2 separate regions of the Arabidopsis thaliana genome follow, and region 2 is linked to region 1. A link is a contact called in public targeted proximity ligation data. All regions are on one chromosome and are shown on one strand. The core of a region is the stretch at or near the end of the contact, and the rest is flanking DNA. Distances in the headings are between cores, read along the strand shown. Region 1 holds the start of EXO70E1 (exocyst subunit exo70 family protein E1). Region 2 holds the start of AT3G30390 (Transmembrane amino acid transporter family protein).

Region 1 (6,826 bases), core at 3,830-6,329:
TTGGAACTTCATTGCCTAAGGCTATTAGTTAAATATTTAAGACATTAGCTACTTGTTTTGCAAGGCACTGCTCGTTTTGTTGTATTTCTTATCATTAATACATAATGGTTAACCAATTCCTAGTTATACATTCCTATAATTATATTTGGGAAAAAACCCGAAAAAATCTCGATCTAATTTTAATTTGCCCGTTTGATATCTCTATTATTAAATTTGCTCGAAAAATATATAAGTTAATTTTTATGTCTATTAAAAACATTTGTTTTTAATTTTTTTTTTGCTAAAATCAGATATCCAAGTTAACGGCCATTAACAGTGGTAACAGAATCCTTAACTGCAGTTAAAACTTAATCGTATGGTATTTACGATTTATATACAATTGCTTTTCTATAGTTTTAAATATAACCGTATGATATTTACTATTTATATACAATTGATTTTCTATGATATTAAACGGATAAATAAAAATTAGATGAAAGTTTTTTTTGGATTTTTCCCAATTATATTTGGATTCTATAATAATCACTTACAAATTCTAAATATCTTTGAGTACTTTTTCCTAAACAATAACGTCTTGTGAATATATTTTTTTTGTTTTTTTGTAGATTATCTTTAGGGTGAATTAGCTAAATAACCAATTCCTGGAAAGATACTAAACCCTAAGATAATAATCAATTAAATATTTTTTGATGGAAGGATACTAAACCCTAAGATAATATATAGGGAATCCAAGAGTTTTAATCTAAAACAATGATTAAATCACTTAACATCCTTAATCAAAACAAACAATTCATTTTAAAACGTATATAGTACAATGTATACGTAAATAGTATATTCACAAAATAGAATAGTATCTCTCAAAAATCTTCCAAAATCAAAATCGATTTATTGGCTATTTCCCTTTAGAATTTCCAACATCGTAAACCCTTTATCGCTTCTAGATCTAAGAAATCCATAACATGATCGTCAATTTGCTGTTCATAATTCTCAATTTTATTTTCCATGGATTTACAAATTAAAATTCTCATATGAACTTCGATGGGAAAGTGAAGATTAATTTGACATAATTGGCGAAAGGATTTCCCCGGATTTTTCTAGTATTCTCTGGCTGACGAAGAATAAATATAGTCAGAGTATTATTGCGCTAATGGTGTTGTTATAAAATAGAGTAAATCAGATTTGAGTGATCCTATCGACATTTAAGATTGATCCATATATAATTTTGACTTTTGTTCAGTTGATGGTGATGTATCTAAACAGGGGCGGATCTATGTGTATGGGAGGTGGGGCACGTGCCCTACACTAAATTATAAATATTAGCTTGTAAATTTAAGTAGTTTAAATGATTCAGCACAAATGGTTAAATGTTTTCAATATTTGTCCTTCCTTACACAAGTTCAAAACTAGTTGAAGTAACTTTTTTCTTCTTTTGACTTTTCTTTTTTCTTCCCCCACTATTATCAATTTAATTACTTGTATTTCTTCTTTTGATTTATGAACATTCACTTTTAACTTTCTTTGAAAATTTCTTTATTAATTGATTAAATAGTATGTCTGCTGATATATTTCTAAAATGTTTGATATATATATTCATTTACTTTTATGTGAAAATGAATAACAAAATTATATGTACACAATTTCATAGTTTTTCCTTGGGTACCTATATATATTGTGAGAAACAAATTACAGATTTGTTGAACTACATATTTTATCACAAATTTATAGTTTAGTAACGAACAGTATATGTAATAATTTTGATAGAACAATAATATATAATAAGTAGATTAATAGTGCCCTAAACTAAATGTTTTTCTAGATCCGCCACTGTATCTAAAGATTCGTAAGAAAAGGGAGAGAGAGATGAAAGGAGCACACTTCATAAAAGAGAAGAAGATTTATTCACTAGGATGTCTTTTGAAGAAGAAAGAAGAACGAGAGCGAGATGTACAAACACAGTAAGAAAAGGGAGAGAGAGATGAAAGGAGCACACTTGATAAAAGACAAGAAAATTTATTCAATAGGATGTCTTTTGAAGAAAAAAGAAGAACGAGAGCGTGATATACAAACAGAGGATAGTATTGTCAATATTACATATATTATACATAATATCTCTTTCTATTGTTTGAAGTGTTAGTTTACCAATTAAAGTATTTTTGTTGGTTATATTTGCCAATTCCCATTATCTTTATACATCAATTGGTCAAGTCAAGATCATATATTCCATATGCGATTAAATTCATAATTTTAATTTAAAAATGGTATTACAGTTTGCAGATGAATAAAAATATTATTGACCATTAATTTAAGTAAGAAAGAAAATCCCAAGTTGAGTTTTCACAAATACTATTTGTCAACTAAAAATTCCAAATTGGTTAAATTATTATCAAGTTGTGTTATGGTGTGACTCCATGAAACGTCGTGGAGTTGACAAAAGACCTTTGCAAACTTGTGATTTGGTCAAAGTCTATTTCTTTTGACTTGTCTCTTACTCCTAAATTCATTCATTTCATTTTGATTACAATTCTTTTCCAACCATAATTGATAATTCTTTAGACCAACCAAATCAACAAAGACTTCTCAAACTTTTATTTCACTATAGATATTCATGAAATGATGAATATAAAGATTACACAAGGTCAAATAAATTCAATACAAACAAAACAAATTACATATATTTCTATACTTGTAACAGTAAAAAATTATCATCATAACACAATTTATCATCATCTTCTATAAGAATTGTTCAAGGATTTAGAAGAACCAGCAAAGAGATCCAACAAGAGTCTCTCAATATCATCAGTAGTGTACTTTATATACCTTTCACTGACACTGTTCTTGTGTCTACTGTAAAATGTCCAATACGCTTGAATCACCCACATGGACGCCTTTGTCCTTACATCTTCTCTTAGCCCCTCGTCCGAAATTAGCCATCCGGTTTGCGCTTTGTACACTTCCTCGAACGCAGTGTTGAATCCTTGGAACCGCTCCCTCGGGCGTAGATTCTTTGAACCAGAACCTGAGCCAGAACCGGGACCAGAACCTGAACCATCGTCCTTGAGGAACGATAGGACAGGGAGCCAGGTTGCGCGTTCGTACTCTGTTGCTTGCTGCTGAAACTTCCATGTATGTTTTCGGTTCCATTTGTCGCCGAAGATGTGTCTCAGCTCGGACTTTAGCACTTTCCGGGTCATGTAGTGTATGTTGTTGAGGAGAAAAATGTGTTGTAGAGAGACATCTTTGTATAGTTTTGATTTCTCTTGAAGGTTGGCTTCGAGGACAGAGGTTATGGAGTAGAAATGTCGGGTCATTGCCAGAAATTTCTCCGGTGAAGAGGAGTTTTCGTAGGTAGACTCTTCTTCGACCATCACGGGATTGATAATATCCGGCGATGGTGGTATTGTGAGATCTTCTGCATCATCATGTTCCATTAGAAGAGAGTCGAGCGTGTGTTTGAAATCTGTTAGAGCCATGAGGTAATTCATCACGTAGTTTGTAAGCGGGTGAACCGCGCCTCCAGGGAAAGGATGCGATGAGACATCCGCTGCAATCGCACTTTTGAATTCAAGAAACGTTGTTCTTGCACAATCCCCAAGTCTCCTCATCACTTCCCTGTATTCGGTTCTTACGGACGAACCGGGATGATCCAAGAACAAAGCATCGATCTCTGGTAAAAGCTCAGATGCTAGCTCATACATTTCAAGAATCCTAAGCAATTTCTCAGGTTGTCGTGGACCAAGAGACACAGCTTCACCAAAATTAAGCAACTGCATCATCGGAGCCTTCACAGTATCGACGAAACATGTTAGACCGATCTCATTCAAGTCTCCAAAGATCTGATTATCCAGAGACTTCTCACTCAAGAGATATACCTGGACGATATCTCTCATAACCCGAACCCATTTCTTGATATTCGTATTCAACGTCGCCCAATCCATCCTCAAAACATCTTCAATACTCAACTTCTCAACCTCATGGTTATACAAAAACTCATCCAAAGCATCTTTTCTAACCATTGTACACACCTGAATACACTCACGGTCATACCCTGAAGCAATCATAGTATTCGCAATGTTCTTGAGATCTAATATAACATCAGGATTCACCAAATCAACCACAACGTCCCCTGAGTTTCTCCTACTATCATTATTACTTCCAAGAATCAAATCCTCAGTAGAAGCAGCACCAAAAGAAGCCATGGACTCTTCCTCCACACCATGATCCGCTTCAATAGACCGAAACGACGAATGTTCAAGCTCAAAAGGCAATCTATTCTCCACAAGAAGATGCTTAAACTCATCCTCAAGCCGTGCCATAGCTATTTGAAGAACATCATGAGCTTTTCTTAAAGAAAGCTCCTCACTTCCGTCTAACCGATCAATCAAACTTCTCAACTCATTCACAGCATCCAAATACAGATTACCTTCATCTGAACCTAAATCCCAAATCATTGATTCATCGACTTCTCTAGTCATAATCTTCTCACTAACAACATTAAGCCTTTCCTCAATCTCACCTATTTCATCTTCCTCATCTCTATCCTGAGTATCCTCAGCTATCACCACACGAGAAAGCTCTAATAAGAGATTGCCTAAAACATTCTTAGCATTTTTAGTAAGACTCTTACCAGATCTAAGTTCCTTAACAAGATACTTAGCAGCAACAATCAGTTTCTCTTCTCCATCTACCTCAAACTCTCCCATCTCCACACAAATCACTAAACAAGCTTATCCAAAAACTTAAAACCCCAAAACAAACTTAAATCTCTAAACCCTAATTCTCAAAACTTTGAACCCATTCAAAAACCCAGAAGAAAGAATCACAAAAGACTTCAACTTTACATGAAAGTTTGAGACTTTGGATTCAGAACTTAGCAAAAGAAGATCTTTTTGAAAGTGAGATTGGTGAAGAAGAAGAAACGTATGGATTGAAGAATCAATTTCTTTAAAGATTGAAAAATGCAAATCTCTCTTTCTCTCTTCAAAATGATTTTTTTTGGATTTGGTTTGATTTTTGTTTGTTTTGTTTCTCTCTATAAGACCACAAGAACAGAGGAAGAAGATTCAACGGAAGAAAATTGTTGACGCTGTATTATATGTATTGTTTATTATCCAAAAACAGTTGATTATTTAAGTATTGGATTATTAAAAATTTAATTACTTTGCTAAACATACTCGAATTCTAAACATGTGCACAAAAAAATTAACACAAATGGTGTTTTTTTTTATCAAGATTAGTTAGATAAAATAAAATGAGACAGTTTAATAGTCTTGGATGTATCAATTCTGATATTTTGAAATTTCGGTTTTCGTTCTAAAATTTAGCATCTATTCGGTTATTTTGCTTTAAATTTTTGGATATTTCGATTATTTTGCTTTGGATTTTCAGATATTTCAGTTATTTTGCTTTGAATTTTTGGATATTTCGATTATTTTGGGTATTTTCATAAATTTTCGATTTGTTTTTTGCATTTCAACTATTTTTATATATTTTCAAATATTTTCTTTTTTATTATTTAGTCTATACAAAATAACTAATATTTGGATTTATAATTGTATTTTGGTTAGTTATTGTTATCCGCAATATTGCGGTTTGATACCGATTCGATTTCGGTTCTTTCGATTCTAGAGTTTAGTATTCATTCAATTATTTTTTAATTTTCTGTTTGGTTCGATTAAATTTTTTTTTCTTCGATTTTGATTTGGTATATTCAGTTTAGTTAATTTTCCCATATCTATAGTCTCAAATGATTTTAATATGCGAGAAAAGAATTTAAAATATAATAATAAAAAGAAAGGATTTGACTTTGGGAGTGGTAATGCAACATTAGTGGTGAATTATGTAATCGTGCATTATTATTGAAATACTCAAGAGGATATTTTTCAGAGTGAGATTGGTGAAGAAGATGAAGAAACGTATGGATTGAAAAATAAATTCTTTTAAAGATTGAAAAATGCAGACTTCCCCGGAAAATATCTCTTTCTCTCTTCAAAATGATTTTTTTTTTTTTTAGTTTTTGGATTTGATATGATTTTTGTTTTGTGTTGTTTCTTTTCTCTCTATAAGACCACAATGTCAAATTGTCAATAACAGACGAAGAAGACTCAACTGAAGAAATATTGACGCTGTATTATGTTTATTGTTTATTATCCACAAACAATTAATTATTAAATATTTAATTACATGCCGTCAAAAAAATATTAAAAAAAATAATTACTTTGCTAAACACACTCGGTTTCTAAACAAAGTGCACAAAACAAATGAACACAACTGAACACTTTATGACCTCTTTGTACTTCCGATCAATACCCCTTTCATAATGACGTGGAACACACCAATTCTAAAAAGAAAATTTATGACTCTGTTTTTCCTATCTAGGGTCTATTTGGGGATGTTGTGTAGCCTTTTTGGGGGGGTTCTCTGTTTCTTTACTGTTGCTCTACGGCATAACTAATGTCACCCAGGTATCTATCTTATGCTGTTAAGAACTTTAAACACATCCAAACTAAGGGGGTGTATTGGAATAGGAATTTTACAAGACTTTTGTTTTTTCTACAAATCACATGTTATTCAACTAATGATTTCTAAATTCCTTTTAAAATCCTATGTTATTGAAAATGAAATTTGTGTAAAATCATTCAAAATCATTTGTAATCCCTTGTTATTCAATCAGTGATTCATAAAACTCATATCAAATCCACTGTTATTCAAAAATTACCAGTTTTTTTTAAGAAGAGGTTTAAAAGAGGATTTTAGGAGACTTCAGATACATTTGTAGTTGAAAATAGAGGCCAAAAAAAAAATAGGTGGGATTTGAGAGTTTTCAGTT
Region 2 (7,138 bases), core at 1,600-4,099, 680 kb after region 1:
GATCTTTCTATTGCTTAAGGTGGCTTTGTGCCTAGGCATGCTCTTAAAACCAAATATGTATATAGATATGAAGCAATAGCTAAGAGTCATGAAAAGGCAAAATATGTATCTGCATTACAATTTTTATACAGAGTTTTTTTACAAACAACACTCATGGTGGTATATAACACCGAAGCAAAAGTCCGCTTAGAACACTCAACGACAAAAGTACAAACATATAAGAGAAGAGAAGTCTTGTCTTCTTCATTATTTGATTTCACATAGAAGAAAAAGCAAAAGCTAAACACCAAACTGCACATTTTCTCATACCGGGATTTACTCACGAGGAGCGTTCTTCTTGAATAGCGCATAAGCATCGCTGTAAATGGCGATTGCATTGGACAATACCGCAAGAACAATCATGAAAATAGCTAAGGTTGTGTCCCTGTTTGTTGCTTTGTCATGACGATCCCTGCGAGAACATACAAAAATCGAAATAAATTTACCAAATCTGCCAAGGATTGTGTGGAGGTTTATATAAACAATCTACTTACTTTAGTATGATAGAAGCTGGGAAGATGAAGCCGAGACAAACAGCGGCGGTTGCTCCAGTGAATTGGAAAGCATCCCAAATGCTTGGGATGAAGTTTGCACCCAAGAAGATTACAGAGATGAGACCGGCAGTGAGGCAACCGAACCTCACATTTGAGGTAGATAATGATCGAGCGGAAGGGAACAAGAGCCCGTCAATGTTAATCCGAAGAGGGTAGAAAACAATCGGGAACACGAGCATCAAATGAAGCGCGTAGCTAACTCGAACCGCATCATTAAGGATAGAACCAAAAGGGATTCCAAGATCAGTGTCAAAGTTTGCAAGGACATCATCAAGAGTATCATCACCAAACAAGAGGAACCCGAAAATACTTGTCATTATGTAAACAGATGAGCAGAGCATAAGTGCTGATCGAACAACAGGTCTTATCTGAGAGGGGTCTTCGAGCTCGTTCTGTATACTGTGAACTGCAACAAGTCAAACAAAACCAAGAACCATGAGATTATTTTCCATTTTTTAAAGCTATGCTTCCAAATTAAGAACTAAGCACATACATACCATTGTAATGGCAAATGAATGCTGTGACAAGAACAGGTACGACTGTGAAGAGATTCCAGAAAGATGTTAAGTCAGTAACATCTGGTAACAATCTTGGCATCGCCACACCGCCACTGATCAACTTCATAATTGAAATTCCCGCAGTAATAATGAGAAACACAACCGCCAGAGCCACGGATAAGGCCGATGTAAATTTCAAAGAATCTGCAAAGAACAGCATAATCATATATTCAGTACCAAACATAGAAATATCTACGACAAGGAACGAATCAGACACTAACCGATTCGCTTGAAGCAAGCCAATGGAGCAAACACACCAAGAGTAGTAATCAGAAGAATAGCAGCTCTTCCATTCCACCAATGGTGACCAAACCATCCTTCGAGAACACCGAAATGATGGATACCATCTTCCGTCTTTCCAGCCAACACATCACCTTCAAACACAAACACAAGATTCAACAACACAGTGGCAACATAATATCGAAAAACTCGAAAGACGAGGATAACATAACAATACCTATAATGATCATGTATACAATCAAAACACCGATGTTATTAACTAAAACCGCGACTTGAAGCAAAATCCTTCCAGGATTACCAAAAGAACCACCCATTAAACCACCGTAAGATCGATTCTTCCCAGCTTTACTAAACCTAAGCAAGAACTCAATCGACGCATCAGTCAAGAAAGCCATAACAACAATCATCGTGATTCCAAGTCCAAGTCCAAGAATCTTCATTGTAGCAGGCAAAGCCATGATACCAGCACCAATTATAGTCGTGGCGAGGTTAAAAACCGCGCCACTAAAAGAAGCTCCATTGAATTCATCATGAGCAACTTCATCTCCATGACACTCTGGTAATAACGGAGCAGCGATATCATTAGAGCAAGTAGAACTGTTCCTCCTTGGAATTGGAGCAACATCTCCAACAACTGTCATCTTTGAAATTGCAAGCTGTCAAAATTCATTTAGAGAACAAAAATAACATAAGACATCGTACAAAAATAAATCTTTATACGTATTATTGAAGCAACGAACCTTAAAAGAGACGAACTTTGATTCAACTGATTAGACAAGTAGGAATCGAAAAACCTAAAATTGATTCAAGCCCAGTTGATTTTGATCGAAAGTTGACCCAGAAATTGGATTCTGATGAAATTGATTAAAAAACGAAATTTTACTGTTTGAAAAAAAGACTTTGAACTTTGATTCAAAAATTACAAGATTATACACAAGTAGGAATCAAAAAGCTCTAAAATTGATCCAAACCCAATTGATTTTATTACAAAAACCAATTTTATTACAACCTTAAAAAGAGACAAAACTTGGATTCAAGTGATTAAGACAAGTAGGAATCAAAAGATCTAAAATTGATTCAAAACCAATTGATTTTGATCGAAATTGGTTTGACCCAGAAAATGGATTCTGATTGAAGAAATGAAATTTGACTGTTTTGATTCAGAACTTACACGATTAGACAAGTAGGAATCAAAAGACCTAAAATTGATCGAAACCCAGATTTTGGTAGGAGAAAATGGTTTGGTGCTAGAATCAGACACCAAGGTAGAAGAATTAGGAAAATATTTATGAAAGAGTGGAGAGATTAGAGAGAAGATTTTTAATCTTCTAAAGAAGAAATTTGAGGAGAAATGATTTTGGAGATGAAGGGAAATTATAGGCCTCACGATTTTGGTTTTGCTGACGATGGAAATTGTGATTGTGTACGACACTATAATCTTTTAAAAATGGATTTTGTTTGTTTATTGGATAATGAGGTACGTGTGTATCCAGGAAAGGTGAATTAAATGAGATTAGATTAAATTAAATTGTCAAATTTACTGTATTATGTTGACTATTTATTTGATCTTAGGTGGTGCTGATTGGATTTTGGAGAAAATCGACGCAGTGTTTAGGATTTTCTGAATTGTATATAATATGCTTGAAAGTTTATAAAATAGAAGAGAATTATGGTCTCAAAAAGATACTATATATAAAGGTAAAAACATTATGTAATTGGTTTAACTAAACATATGATATTTTATTTTATTTTGTATGTTATGTAGTATTGGTAAATTTACTTATGTTGCATGATTAACAGTTTTCTAATTCTGGTTTCTTAAAAAACGTAAATTGTAAAAGGAAAAAATATAGTTTGATACGCGAACTTATAAAAACTGGTTATTTAGTACGTGAATTTCGTATATTGTAATTTAATATAAGTATAATTCATTGACCACTCATTTATATTACGTAAAAATCGTTGACCAAGTTAAAATTTATACGATGTTATTTGGTGTTAACAGACATGATAACAACCGTTAACTAGTTTTTGTTAGTTTTCAATACAATGTTGTTTCACCACAATCGAAATGGGAAAAAATGTCGTTTGATTGTTCAACTTTTAAATTGTAGATATTTTATACATCAAATTCACATGTGATCATTTTATACATGAACTAAACGTTGATCAGCCATTTTAAATATAAGAATATGTGACCAGACTAAAAAGACATATCACTGTCTAGGCCTAGATATTCAGATTTCGGTTTGGATTTTGTTCGGATTTAATCGGATTCAGATAATTCATGTAGGAGAGTGTATTATCCATTTGGATTTTATAACTATTCAGTTTTGATAGGTGTTAGATTTGGATCCAAAACTGATATGAATCTAACATCTATCTGAAGTGAATAGTTATAAAATCCTAACATATAATAAACTCTCCTATCTGAATTAACTGAATTAGAATAAATCCAAACCGAATCTGACCCAAATCTTAATGTTTAGGCTTAGATAGTGGTATATCTTTTTGGCATGGTCAACACATTCTCATGTCTTAAACGGCTTGTCAACATTTAGTTCATGTATAAAATTGTCACATGTGAAGTTAGTGTATAAAACTGCCATGTTTTAAAAGTTAGTGTATTAAATGACGTTTTTCCCGTTTCGATTATGGTAAAACGACGTCAGTATTGGGTACTAACGGAGATTAGTTAACGACTGTTATCAGAATTTGTTAATGTTAGATAACGTCGTGTAGATTTTGGTCTGGTCAATGATTTTTATATGTATTAAATGGCCGGTCAACAATTTTTACATGTATTAAATGGCCGGTCAACAATTTTTACATGTATTAAATGGGCATATTTGAAGTTAACGTATTAAATGACCACCTTTTAAAAGTTTGCGTATTAAACAACATCTTCCCCAATTGTAAAAGTGAAAAGATAACTTTTTATCATTTAAAATTCCGCCAAAAGCAAGATCCAATCTGTTGAGCGGTCATAGAGTACCTAGCAAATCCAATTTTAATGCACTGAACTATGCATTGTTGCCTACGAAAGTTGAGTAACAGATTATAGGGAGATTTGTCGGTGAGACCTATATCCTAGGCTAATTTGTTTATTTGCCTTTCGTAGTTATGAACTAGAACGAAAATATAGAAACTTAAATAGATCTAAACCTTAGTTAGTCGAGAACCATGATACCCGGAGAAACCCTAAAACACCCAACGCCTTAGTCTCATACTTTACAACTGATATCCATTCTGCTTTCATACCTTTACTTTGGTTTCATTCATAGTTTTCATTTTCTTTCATTGCATTAGTTATAGGAAACACAAAACCAAAACCTCCAAGTTTAGTTTTGTGTTAGATAGATCTTCTTCTCTGAATTCAATACTCTGTAGCTACACTCTATGTGGGATCAATCCTAAAATACTATTACTGATTACTGTGCACTTGCAGTTAAGGTGTGGTTTTTAGGTAAAATTTTTGAAGTAAAAACCATGACGCATCACTACACTTAACTCTATATGGGATTTCTGGTTTTAAAATTGAAATAATTTGAAAATCATGTTCATCGCCATCTTCGTCTTTAGCTTTTGAAGCAGTCTTCTCAAGCAAACCTTTTCTTTTATCACCTGATTTATAGGCAATTCAAGTAAGGCGAATCATAGGTTCTTTTTGTTGAATAGTTATGCCATGGAACATAGCACACTCTGATTGTTTCTTTTTCTATATTGATTACTTGTTTTGGGATTGTTGCGTCTATCGCAAGTTCCTCATCAAATGCAAAATCATGTCATTCAGTTTTGTGTTATCCTCAAAAGAGACTCTAACATAGTAACATTGTTTGTTGAAACAAAGTGCAACCAATGCTTCTCTCTCCTCTGCGGTTGAATCTCACGTGCTGTTATTTTCTTAATCACATTGACGCAGAAGTTCACCTCTTCGATGAAAATTTATACGTCGTGATTAGAGATGTTAATGATGGGTTAAAATCCACTGGGTACCCAAAACCCATATAAAATTTTAAGCCCATAGATCTACTTTTTCTGAAAAAAAAATACATGTTTAAAATGGGCTGGGTGTCCAAATAAATAAAACTCATATGGGTTTATCTCATTGGGTTATGGGTACCCATGGGTTTTATTAAGTCCTTTTTCAAGTGAATCAACATTTCTCGTAAAAAACAAATTCACATTTTTTCGCCAAAACCGCGATTTAACAGTTTACCGCAAAAAAGACATTCAACATTTTCCCGCCAAAAAAGACATTCAACATTTTCCGCCAAAAACGACAATCAACATTTTTCCGCCAAAACGCAATTCAACATTTTCCCGCCAAAAACGACATTCAACATTTTCCCGCCAAAACGCAATTTAACATCTTCCCGTCAAATAACGCGATTCAAAATTTTCCGTCAACAAATGATTTCACATTTTTCCGCCAAAAACGACATTCAACATTTTCTCGCCAAAAAGGATTTCACATTTTCCGGTCAAAAATGCAATTTAACATTTTCCCGCCAAAAATGATATTCAATATTTTTTCGCCAAAAACGCAATTTAACATTTTCCCATCAAATATATATGTAATACATAAAATAAATACAATTTAAAATATATTTATGAGGGATTTTTCTGCCAAACACGACTTGTGATCTTCACAAATAGTAGATTGGATCCATCTATGAGGGATTTTTATTGGACATCTCTAAAACAACGTCTTCGGCTCGTACTCCAAGCTTCTCTTTAACTTTACTTGCAAACTCTTTGTACATCATTGAATCTCGCAGGCAAACTAATCGATTTTCCTCCATAGTTTCAGATTCTAAATTCCAAACCAACGGATCGACCTTCACCCATTCTCTTATAACGAGCATAACATGCTCTTAAGCAGTCATTTATGCAGCGTTTACGGTTGGTAGGAGGAGAATCAATCAAGTCCTGATTTTTTGGTTATTTCAATAATAAACACTAGGCCTGGGCAAAATACCCGAATCCAAAGAACTGAACTGAACCCGACCCGAAAAGCCCGATCCGAACCCGAACCCAAAATTTTAAAATATCCGAACGAATCCTAAACTTTAAAACCCAAAAACCCGAACCCAAATCTGATTGAACTTGAACCTGATCAAGTACCCGAACATATCTAAAATATATATACATAGAAATAATTTAATAGTAACAATCATATTTACAACAACTTAATTGCCTAAATGTTTTTGGATTTTAACCTATTTTGTATATTTTTGGGTAATTTAATTATTTTTGATTGATTCGGATAAAAAATACTCAAATTCTTTTAGAAGTTGTGTATTTTCAAGTAATTTGAATATATTTTGATACAAAATTTTGAGTTTTGGATACTCCGGGTAAACCCGAATCCGAACCCAAAAAACTCGATCCCAACCAGACCCATACCTAAAGTCTTAAAATACCCGAACAGCTCTTAAATTTTTTCTAGTCATGATAGTTGTATCTTTAACATAAATCTTATAGCAAAACTATACTTTTTTTTTTTTTTTTTTTTTTTTTGATAAACCCTATCGGCTAATCCGGTCAACCCCGGTAGAAACGCACCGAAGTACTTCAGAGTGGACTTTTTCCCGAAGGACCACCACACTGTCTGTCCCGAGTTTGGATGCTTTCCGACTAATGCCAGGGGGTAGTCAGGCCGCCTGCATTTCTGACTACCAGGTAAATCAATTGGGCCAAAGCCCAACTGACAGACTTCCCAAACAAATGTGATTTTTGTTTCCA

The links.
Region 2: a contact with region 1 is called in a targeted proximity ligation map of seedling, with 4 times the contacts expected there. A contact is called at or near these places in 1 of 2 datasets of targeted methods (seedling) and 1 of 3 other capture datasets (seedling).

Annotation. Positions count from the first base shown.
Region 1 is chr3:11,294,616-11,301,441 of TAIR10.1, forward strand. It overlaps EXO70E1 (exocyst subunit exo70 family protein E1), which reads right to left and starts at 5,080. Exons shown (of 1, transcript NM_113866.3): 1 at 2,565-5,080. The coding sequence starts at 4,700. The coding sequence ends at 2,724. RIK (RS2-interacting KH protein) reads left to right here. Exons shown (of 11, transcript NM_001339023.1): 11 at 1-159.
Region 2 is chr3:11,976,797-11,983,934 of TAIR10.1, forward strand. AT3G30390 (Transmembrane amino acid transporter family protein) reads right to left here and starts at 2,850. Exons shown (of 6, transcript NM_113938.3): 1 at 2,562-2,850; 2 at 1,608-2,046; 3 at 1,372-1,524; 4 at 1,091-1,294; 5 at 534-999; 6 at 41-451. The coding sequence starts at 2,031. The coding sequence ends at 316. AT3G30380 (alpha/beta-Hydrolases superfamily protein) reads left to right here. Exons shown (of 6, transcript NM_001161183.2): 6 at 1-113. It also overlaps AT3G00610.